2 separate regions of the Mus musculus genome follow, and region 2 is linked to region 1. The links are chromatin contacts, called in public HiChIP or PLAC-seq maps. All regions are on one chromosome and are shown on one strand. Each heading gives the region's core, a stretch centred on a gene start, on an enhancer-like site or on the middle of the called end of the contact. The rest is flanking DNA. Distances are from core to core; before and after follow the strand shown.

Region 1 (4,127 bases), core at 668-3,167:
TGGTTATGAGACCTTGGTCAACTTCACATGCAATGAGTGCTTAGACGGTCTCAGGCTCAGAGCAACTATGAAATAACTGAGTTGATACCAGTTCTAAGCCCTTGCTTGCTCTTATATGGACAGGGCTATCTGTTATAGCAAGTATGTCTGCTTGCTCCTGTCTACAAAAGTGTAACAGGTACTGGGCATGCAGTAATGGCTAAGTATCCCTTCTGGAGTAAGATATCCAAAGGCTAAATAGATTTGTAGAAGGCAAGCTGCCAGGCCCTTATTGCTGATGGTGTACTGATGAGGTAGCTAATTAGAGAAGGCCTTGACCAGCAGGGCCCAGGGCTCAAGGCGATGGGAGCAGGTATTCAGGAGCTATCACAGCAGCAAGAAACATCCCAGAGGGTGCAGAGGACTAGCTTTCTGTAACACACATCTCCAGTCCATTACCCTGTATTGGTCAGCTCAGACTACTGTAACAAAAATGCTACCTGCTGGACAGTTTAAGGTCTTAGGATTTCATTATCATGGCTCTAGAAGTAGAAAGCTCAGAATCTAAATTGAATGAGGTGAGTTTTGGGTGATAGCACCCCTACTGGCTTGTAGAGGGTCACCTGCTTGTCCTCAAACAGCCTTGCTTTGGTAAGTGGGTATAGGGAGAGAGCCCTAGTACCTTTTCTGAAGACGCAACCCCTTCTGATTAAAGCTCCATTCAAGGGCCTCAGTTAACCATAATCTATTCTTTACACCTCCAATACAGCCTACAAGGGGGATTAGGGCTTTACCATAGGAACTCAGAGGGGAACACAAGCATTTAGTTTGTGGCACCTCCTTGTTCTAGGCGCTCTGGCTCTTCATACAGGAAGAGCAGTCCTGCCCTTACCACTGCTCCTTGGCACAGAGAGCGGAACAGGGAAAGCAGTTTCTCAGCATGCCAGCTCAGCCTTCTGCTCCCAGCCTGGCTGCTAATGGCCACTTTGGTGTGTCCACCACGTCCGTCCACCGCCTGAGAATTTGCTTCTACACTGGGGACCTTATTAGCTGCTAACGGCTGAGCAGAGGAAGCGTGCTGAGGCCTTGTAGGAGCTGGCCTTTCCGCTCGAGTCTCCTCTCTGGGGTTTGTTTGGGCCACTGCACACTCTGAATTTTCTACCCAGCTTCATTTCTGTCAAGTAATTATTTACAAATTAGATTCCCAGGGAATACATGAGCCGAAAATGCAAGCACAATATATGTAAATAATAACAAAGGGGTTTCCAGTGAACTATCTTCCAAATGCCCACTGACATTAGGGAACTCCCAGACCAGCCCCAGTAGCATCCCTCCACCTCAGGGCATGCAACCAGCTCCAGGTCACTCTGCCTCCAGGGCAGACTTAGGGGGTAGGGGAGGGAAGATCATGGGGGGAACTCACACTATAAAAATGGCTCTCAGATGCTCACTAAACCCAAAGGCTGATGAAGCAAGGTGTTTTTCAAAGTGTCTTCTCAAATCAAAATCCTTGTACGCTCAAAGAAAGTGGAGTTTACCTGTAGTTTTGTTAAAGCTATAGCAACTACTTGATTTAGAATATCTCTTTTCTGTAGGAAAGGCCTCATCTTTGGACATCAGCAGCAAGATGTCACCAAATGGTCACCTTTCTTTCTTCCTCTGAAGGACTTTGGGATCTGTGCCCAGCTGAGAGATTACACTTGCCAGCCTCTCTCCCTAGAGGACTGCCCCATGGCCCTGTAGCCATGGAGGTGCAAGACGACTCGGCTCGTATGCAGCTCACAGGAGGTAGCAAAAGGGCTTCCAGGAAAGACAGGCAATACAAGCACACAAGAGGAGAACTAAACTCTTTCCCTCTTCCCCTTTCTTGCTCTCTGCAATTGGAGTGATGTCAGAGCACCCACTCATACTTTGACCAGGAGCTGACTTTATGACTTAGGCTAGGATACTGGGGTTGCACCACCAGAGGAGAGTGTAGTAACTGTGGAGTGCCCCACCCATACCGATATGAGCCATGCCAGCAGCAAACACGCCTCATTTCCAATCTTCCAGTGCTCGCTCACAGTCTCTAAGGCTAGCATGCACTTGGGGTCCAGACTTTACTTACAGGCAGCACTTTGCTAGTCCCTATCATCCACTCACTAATTATTTGTAACAAAAGCTTCCAAGAGGTAACTCTGTGGTACAACATTCCCAATATAGTTTATATTGTATCATCAGCCTTGCTGTCATTAAATTCGGAAGGTTCAGGTCCTGAGCAGGGCTCGGCCTGCTAGAATTTATGAGTGTCAAAGTCAGGAGTGTGGGTTTGGGCTTTCCTTTTTTTTTTTTTAAAGACTAGGTATTCTAAAGAGATGTGACTGCAAACGTATACAAACATGTGTGCATTTGTATATATGAGTGTGTGTCCGTGTGCATACAAGCATATGAACATATGCAAGTGTGGATGCAGTCTGTGTAGTGTATGCTGTGTGGGTGTATGCATATGCTCATATGTGAGCACATGTGCCTTGTGTATACATGTTTTCATATATACATGTGTATGCTTGCATCCATGAGCTTTTCTGGATGCCAGGATGATGAAGAAGAATAGACAGTTCGGAGAACATGTGTAAAGCTCTGGAGACAAGTGAAACTAAATTAACAGGTCTTATCCAAAGCCCACAGTTCTTAACATTCACATCTCAGGCACTAACTTGTCTGCATTTGAGGGCTGTTAAAAACTCTCACTACCAAGTGTGTGTGTGTCTCTGTGTGTGTGTGTGTGTGTGTGTGTGTGTGTGTGTATGTGTATGGAGAGGGAGAGTATAATGGCTCAAGTCCATATAATTTTATTATTTCCAATAAAAGCAAAACAAATTTTAAGTGTATAACTAAATGTGATTGGGTTTTTATGTTTCTGTAAGACACAGCACAAAATTAGACTCCCGATCCCCTAACTTAACTTTCTACCACGGCTCCAGTTTCAGCGTGAGATGGAAGACGGAATCATCATGGTCTGTCAAGTCTATTCAGGACGGGACAGTCCTCTCGGGGGAAGGAATGCCACTCTTTATGTTACTCTGACGTTTCTTATACACTCATCTCACACAGTCATAGATGATAGTTATACTGTTTGGAACGAAATAAGAGCCAGTGTTCTGTGCCTAGAAAGCCCACTGACATGTGGACATAGCACAAACCTGGCAGTCAGAGATCTCACGTGCTTTTCACTTGAACTTCACTTTTTCAGGAGTGTGTTAGTGGCCTCTGCTTGGGAGTCTGGGTCCTGGATCCTTTTGTCAAAAAAAAAAAAAAGAAAAAGACAAAAAAAATGACAATAATTAAACCAGGCAGCAGCTGCCCCTAGCAATGTGACAACCTCTCTGCTCCCTGGAATTTGCTGGAATCACCCTGCTTGTGCTCATCCTGTTCAAATTAGCTGCTCCCTCCCCGTGTCGCAGCGATCTGGGCGAGTTCCCATCTATTAGCTGAATTATTCAGATGTTTCCCCACAATGGCACAGCAGTCACATAACTGGCTTCTAAATCATCAGTGAATTGCATTATTGACAATCTGAGCAGATTAATTAAGAAATCTGTCGCAGTGACACGATGAGAGCTGGCTCCTTTTCAAGGCAGATCCACGCTGTCTTCAAGACAGGCACACCTGATGAGATTCCAGAAGAGAGAGGAGAACGAGTGACCACAACACTCTGGCTGGGGACATTTCCTACTGGGTTTGGCAGGGAGGGCTGAGGCAGAAAGTCCCCCACCCACACCCAGGCTGCTGCCTCGCTGAGTGGGCTCAAACTGAGAGTTGTGCACGGTGTTCTTTGCACAGGGAAGTCTCTTAGCATGCGCTTTACTTTCTGGACATGTGGCAGTGACATCCCAAGACTGCCTTAACCCTGTTGTAAGAGGCCGCTTGCCCTCTGGGCTCTCAAATGCCTGTTTGTTTTGAGGGTCTTCCAGAGAGCAAAGCTAGCCCACAACAAACCTTGGTGGTGCCCAGCAAAGAGAAAGTAATTTCTATATTCATCTGTGTTTTTTTTCTCTCACATAATGAAAGTTTTATTGGTTTTTCCAGAGTCTTGCAACCAAACCCAACATAAACACTAATGAGTAAGTAAATAAACGTTAAAATCAGAATTGCATTCTGTTCAGGCT
Region 2 (4,127 bases), core at 677-3,176, 160 kb after region 1:
ACCACCAAGGCTGGGAAGAAGCCACCGAGCTTATAAGGCAGGTAACCACTGGAGCTCAGATGGTATTGCAGTGTGAAGTTCCAGGCTCATTGTGAGTGCTTGCCCTCTCTACATTCTCCTAAAAGACAGTGGTCATTGCCGGGGGAAATCGAGGCAAATGGGCTGGGCTTTGGTGTCCCATCCTAATAGAAGCATCTATGTTGGAGCTCTGGGTCGGGTACACTGGACACAGCTGTTTGTGCAGCACCCCACCCCCCTTCACTTGTGGTCACCAAACTCCCCCCACATCTCCCCTCCTCCTTGCTCCTTTGATCCTTATGAACTCTCAGAGAAAGTGCCCAGTGAAGGGCTCTTGAGGCCTCGCAAATCCAGGAACAAAGAGCTACTCCTCCGGAGAAGTACTTCTGAGACCTTAGACCATAAGTTGCTGTAGCCGGAGAGCCCCACTCTGGCTTATCACACACACTTCCTTATCCCACAATTGGGCAACCGGAACTTTTCAAAGCCACTTATCTGAGGGATATAGAACTGGGGCTAAAAGCTTCCAGTGTCAAATCAGAAACTGAAAAACATGGTCCCTTTCCATCATGGGCCTACCTAAAGGAGAATGTGTTCCTGAGTCAAACTTCTCTTGAAGAACTTCTCTTGGGCAAGCCTACTTTAGCCAGCAGCCTTCTGCTGTCCCATGTGCTGGGTTCCCTGGAATAGCCCACTTGTATTCTTCCTTAAGAGAGTTGGAAGGTATTCCCCAAGCTTCCTTTCAGTAAAGGTTTTGGATGATAATTAGCTTTCACAAAATCACTGTCTATATAAGGCAGTGGTCAAGTGGATGCTTTCTCTGTCTAGAATGCCTAACGGTGGCTGCCACTGTGTGACGGTACTCATCCTCCAGGTCTGAATGGTAGTGCAGATAGCATCAGTTCTCTAGAGACAAGGATTCAATGCCAACCCCTTCTCCACACCTGCCCTAGGCTGGAGGGCTTAGAATCAGTTCTCCCAAGGATGAGACTTAGACCCTTCCAGGTAGAGCAGTTCCCAAGGCCCAGCCTGTATCCTTCTCCTTCAGCCCCTCCATTGATTTTATAAATAAATCCCCTGCAGTAGAGACTTTGCTGACTAACATACCTAGAATGGTTTCTTTTTTCTTCCACAATGAGCTCTGCCTGCTACATCAACTCTAAGGTCATCAGATCCAGACAACTTGCTACATGAGAAACCTATGCATCTCTTTATTCAAACTCTTTCCTAGACTCTACAACTAGGTCTTACTCATAGCAGGGGGTGCTGATTCTCCTCTTCACTGGCTTCTCATCAGGGAATACCAAGGGCTAGGCTGTACCGGGGTGCCTCTTACATACAATAGACTCATCAAATTCACGGTACAGTTTGATCCTCTGTTGAGGAAGTTCTTAGGGGTCTACAAGCTAAAGTGTAGCCCAGCTTTGGTTGTCAAAAAACTGGGGTGACACTCTCCCTCTACAAAATCATGTGACATAACTTCAATGACAGAACAAGGCCAGAGACTTCTGCCCCTGATTCATAGAATAAGTCCTCAAGTCTAGCCAAGACATTTCCCTCCTCGGGGTCACTGCAGGTCACTCGCTGAGTCAGGAAAGAGGCAGAAACAGTGCTGACCAGGACAAGTAAAGAACCAGAACCTCTTTGAACGCTATCCAGATTTGCAGGGGTCCACAGGCCTCTCCCCACTGCCTACCGTGCATAGTGAGATCACCCTTGGAGCGGGGAGGGGGACGGCAATTACATGTCTCTCTGCTCTTCTGACTTCGTCCCTGTCATCTGACTCAGGGGCTAATTTCAGATCATCTTCCCATTTCAGCCTCATGTTGTGTCGTCAGAGACACATGCCTGGTCAGCTGGCAGAATTAGAAGCCTATGTCAGTATGTCAGCCTCAATCGCAGAACACATGGGGGTTTCCTGAAGACTTACTTCATTTCAACACCACTTTCTAGATGAGACAGCACGAAAGCAGGGACAGCTCAGTGAGCAAATGTTTAAGAGTTGTCTCCTTTCCTCCATCGGATTCCCCAGCTTCCTGCTTCACCCCACCTCTATTCACCACCACCCCTAATGGCCTCCACAAGCCATGCTCATATGCTCAGCCCTGCCCCAGGCTCTCAGATACACCTAGAGAGCAAGGAAGAGGTCCCCTCAACTCCAGTGCCAGCCGAAACCTGTCCCAGTCTGCTGCCCACACACCTACAAGCTCAGCCACGAGACCTGTGCTCCCTGTGCCCAGGATCCCAGGGTCCCCTGGACACTCTCGCCCGAGAGCACTCCCTTAACATGGATGTCACACGGCCCCCATTTTGCCACGCTGAAGTCTGTCTGTCTGTCTGTCTGTCTTTAAATTAACCAACTTTCTGTTTTTGTCATTGAAAGAATCAGATAACTACACAGTAACAAGAACATCCGCCCACAAAGGTTATATAATAAAAACACTAGCCACGGTTTTTTTTTCCCAGAGCCCCACATTCTAGGCCACTGCTACCCAGAGTCCCCAGGTCCCCTTCCCAACAAATCCTCTGCATGCGCAAGCTGACTACCAGCTAACTGAGCCACTTTTTACAATCTCCCTCCCCTGGCTATGATGGCCACATTCTTGCTCCCCTGGCTTTTCCTTACACCACGGGGTCTATCTTGCCAGAGAGGCATACAGATGCCTTAGACTCTTTCAGGGAGACTAGCTGTCAGACTTTGTTTCCTTGTCGGGTGGGGGAAGAGGAGGGAGAGAAAGGAAGAAAGGGAAGGAGAGGGGATAGAGAAGAGACTGGCCAGGCCTGCCCCTTTCCTTATACTTGTTTCTGATTGTGTGAATTTTGGACTACAGCAGCCATTTTTAGGACAATGAGGGAAAAATGAAATGATGGGAAACAGAATCAAACAACGAAAAAATAACAACAATAACAACAACAAAATGTTTCATGGACAGTGGCAGAAGAGCCTGAACCTTGGAAGATCTTGTTAAATCACAAAACTCTGCCCACTGCCTACCTCCAGATGGTATTGCATAAGAAAAACCATTCTTTATGTTTTCTGTCAGTCACTGCTCATCAGGTTTTCTGTTAGCCTACATGATAACTACACTCGTTTAAATGAGACTGTCCCCCACAGGTTGTGTGTCTGTACACTTGGTTCCCAGTTGGTGGCGCTGTTTGGGAAGGCACTGTTGGAGGAAGTATGTCACTAGAGGCTGGCTTGGAGAGTTTGAAGGCATGGGCCATTTCTAGGCCACTCTCTCTGTGTTAGTGGTTCAAAATGTAAGCTCTAGTCTTCCTGCTTCAGCCACCATGCCAGCCATTCCCCTGCCATGATAGACTCTTATCTCTCTGGAACCTTGAGCCTGAATAAACCCTTTCTTCTATAAGTTGCCTTCCTCACAATGTTTTATCACAGTAATAGAAAAGTAATACAGTGGCCCACTCCAACGAGATGATTATGATATAACGTATTGTGGGTTCCCCTTTCTGAATGGGGCTTTATTCACTCATCAGTGTGACCTTCAAGTATCTCCTACATAATCCTATCTGACTCTGTTATACATCCTCAGAGGATCCCACTACGCAGCTATCTATCCTAAAGCAAACGGGCGGACATTTTCACTGGGTTCTTGTAGTATTGACCTACCATAGGGCAACAGACTTCCCTGTGTCTACATCTCCATGCTTGTGTGCACTACCTAAAACAGAGGGAGGCCAGGACCATCCCCTTTTATCTGTCCATACCCCTTACTGTTTACCAGACAGCTGACTCCTCCCTGACTGTTCTGGGAGGAACATGTCTTTGGGCTCGTGACCTGAGTCCCCTTTTCCTCTACTCAATCCATGCCTGACTGAGTCCTAAGACACCCTCTGTTTCTGCCTGAGCCTTGGCATTCCCTAACCTGGATCCCAGCTGGACTAAGTAGAGTTTAACTTCTTTCTCCAGGACAGAACCCCACACTTGCTCTGCTCAGGCCCGCTCTAGGCCTCTCCACCTGAACACTCAGGTGTGCTCCCCTGTCATGCCCACTCACACCATTTCCAGAACCTGCCCCTTCCTGTTCTGCTGGAACTGGCTTCCATCACACTGAAGACCAGGACCATGACAATTCCCACAGGAACCAATA

What was found. HiChIP or PLAC-seq counts read pairs in DNA pulled down with a chosen protein or histone mark.
Region 2: an H3K27ac HiChIP or PLAC-seq map of bone marrow-derived dendritic cells shows a contact between it and region 1, with 3 times the contacts expected there. The contact joins two enhancer-like sites. A contact is called at or near these places in 4 of 484 Hi-C or Micro-C datasets (embryonic fibroblasts, group 2 innate lymphoid cells, liver and 1 more), 4 of 115 datasets of contacts at active chromatin or transcription factors (the 230-238 cell line, CD8 T cells, bone marrow-derived dendritic cells and 1 more) and 1 of 9 other capture datasets (embryonic stem cells).

What each region holds. Positions count from the first base shown.
Region 1 is chr12:25,376,036-25,380,162 of GRCm38.p6, reverse strand. It overlaps Gm36723 (a long non-coding RNA gene), which reads right to left. Exons shown (of 12, transcript XR_001780577.2): 2 at 1-3,254. Among named protein-coding and RNA genes, the nearest start is that of Gm36723, 22 kb to the right of the region's middle. Within about 2 kb of position 1,917, at least 14 of the 459 cell types and tissues checked have an H3K27ac peak or open chromatin away from gene starts, as enhancers often do. A contact at or near this core is called in bone marrow-derived dendritic cells, where this site is marked.
Region 2 is chr12:25,211,745-25,215,871 of GRCm38.p6, reverse strand. The region is part of intron 6 of Gm36287 (a long non-coding RNA gene); the gene reads right to left. Among named protein-coding and RNA genes, the nearest start is that of Gm36441, 4.2 kb to the right of the region's middle. Within about 2 kb of position 1,926, at least 27 of the 459 cell types and tissues checked have an H3K27ac peak or open chromatin away from gene starts, as enhancers often do. A contact at or near this core is called in bone marrow-derived dendritic cells, where this site is marked.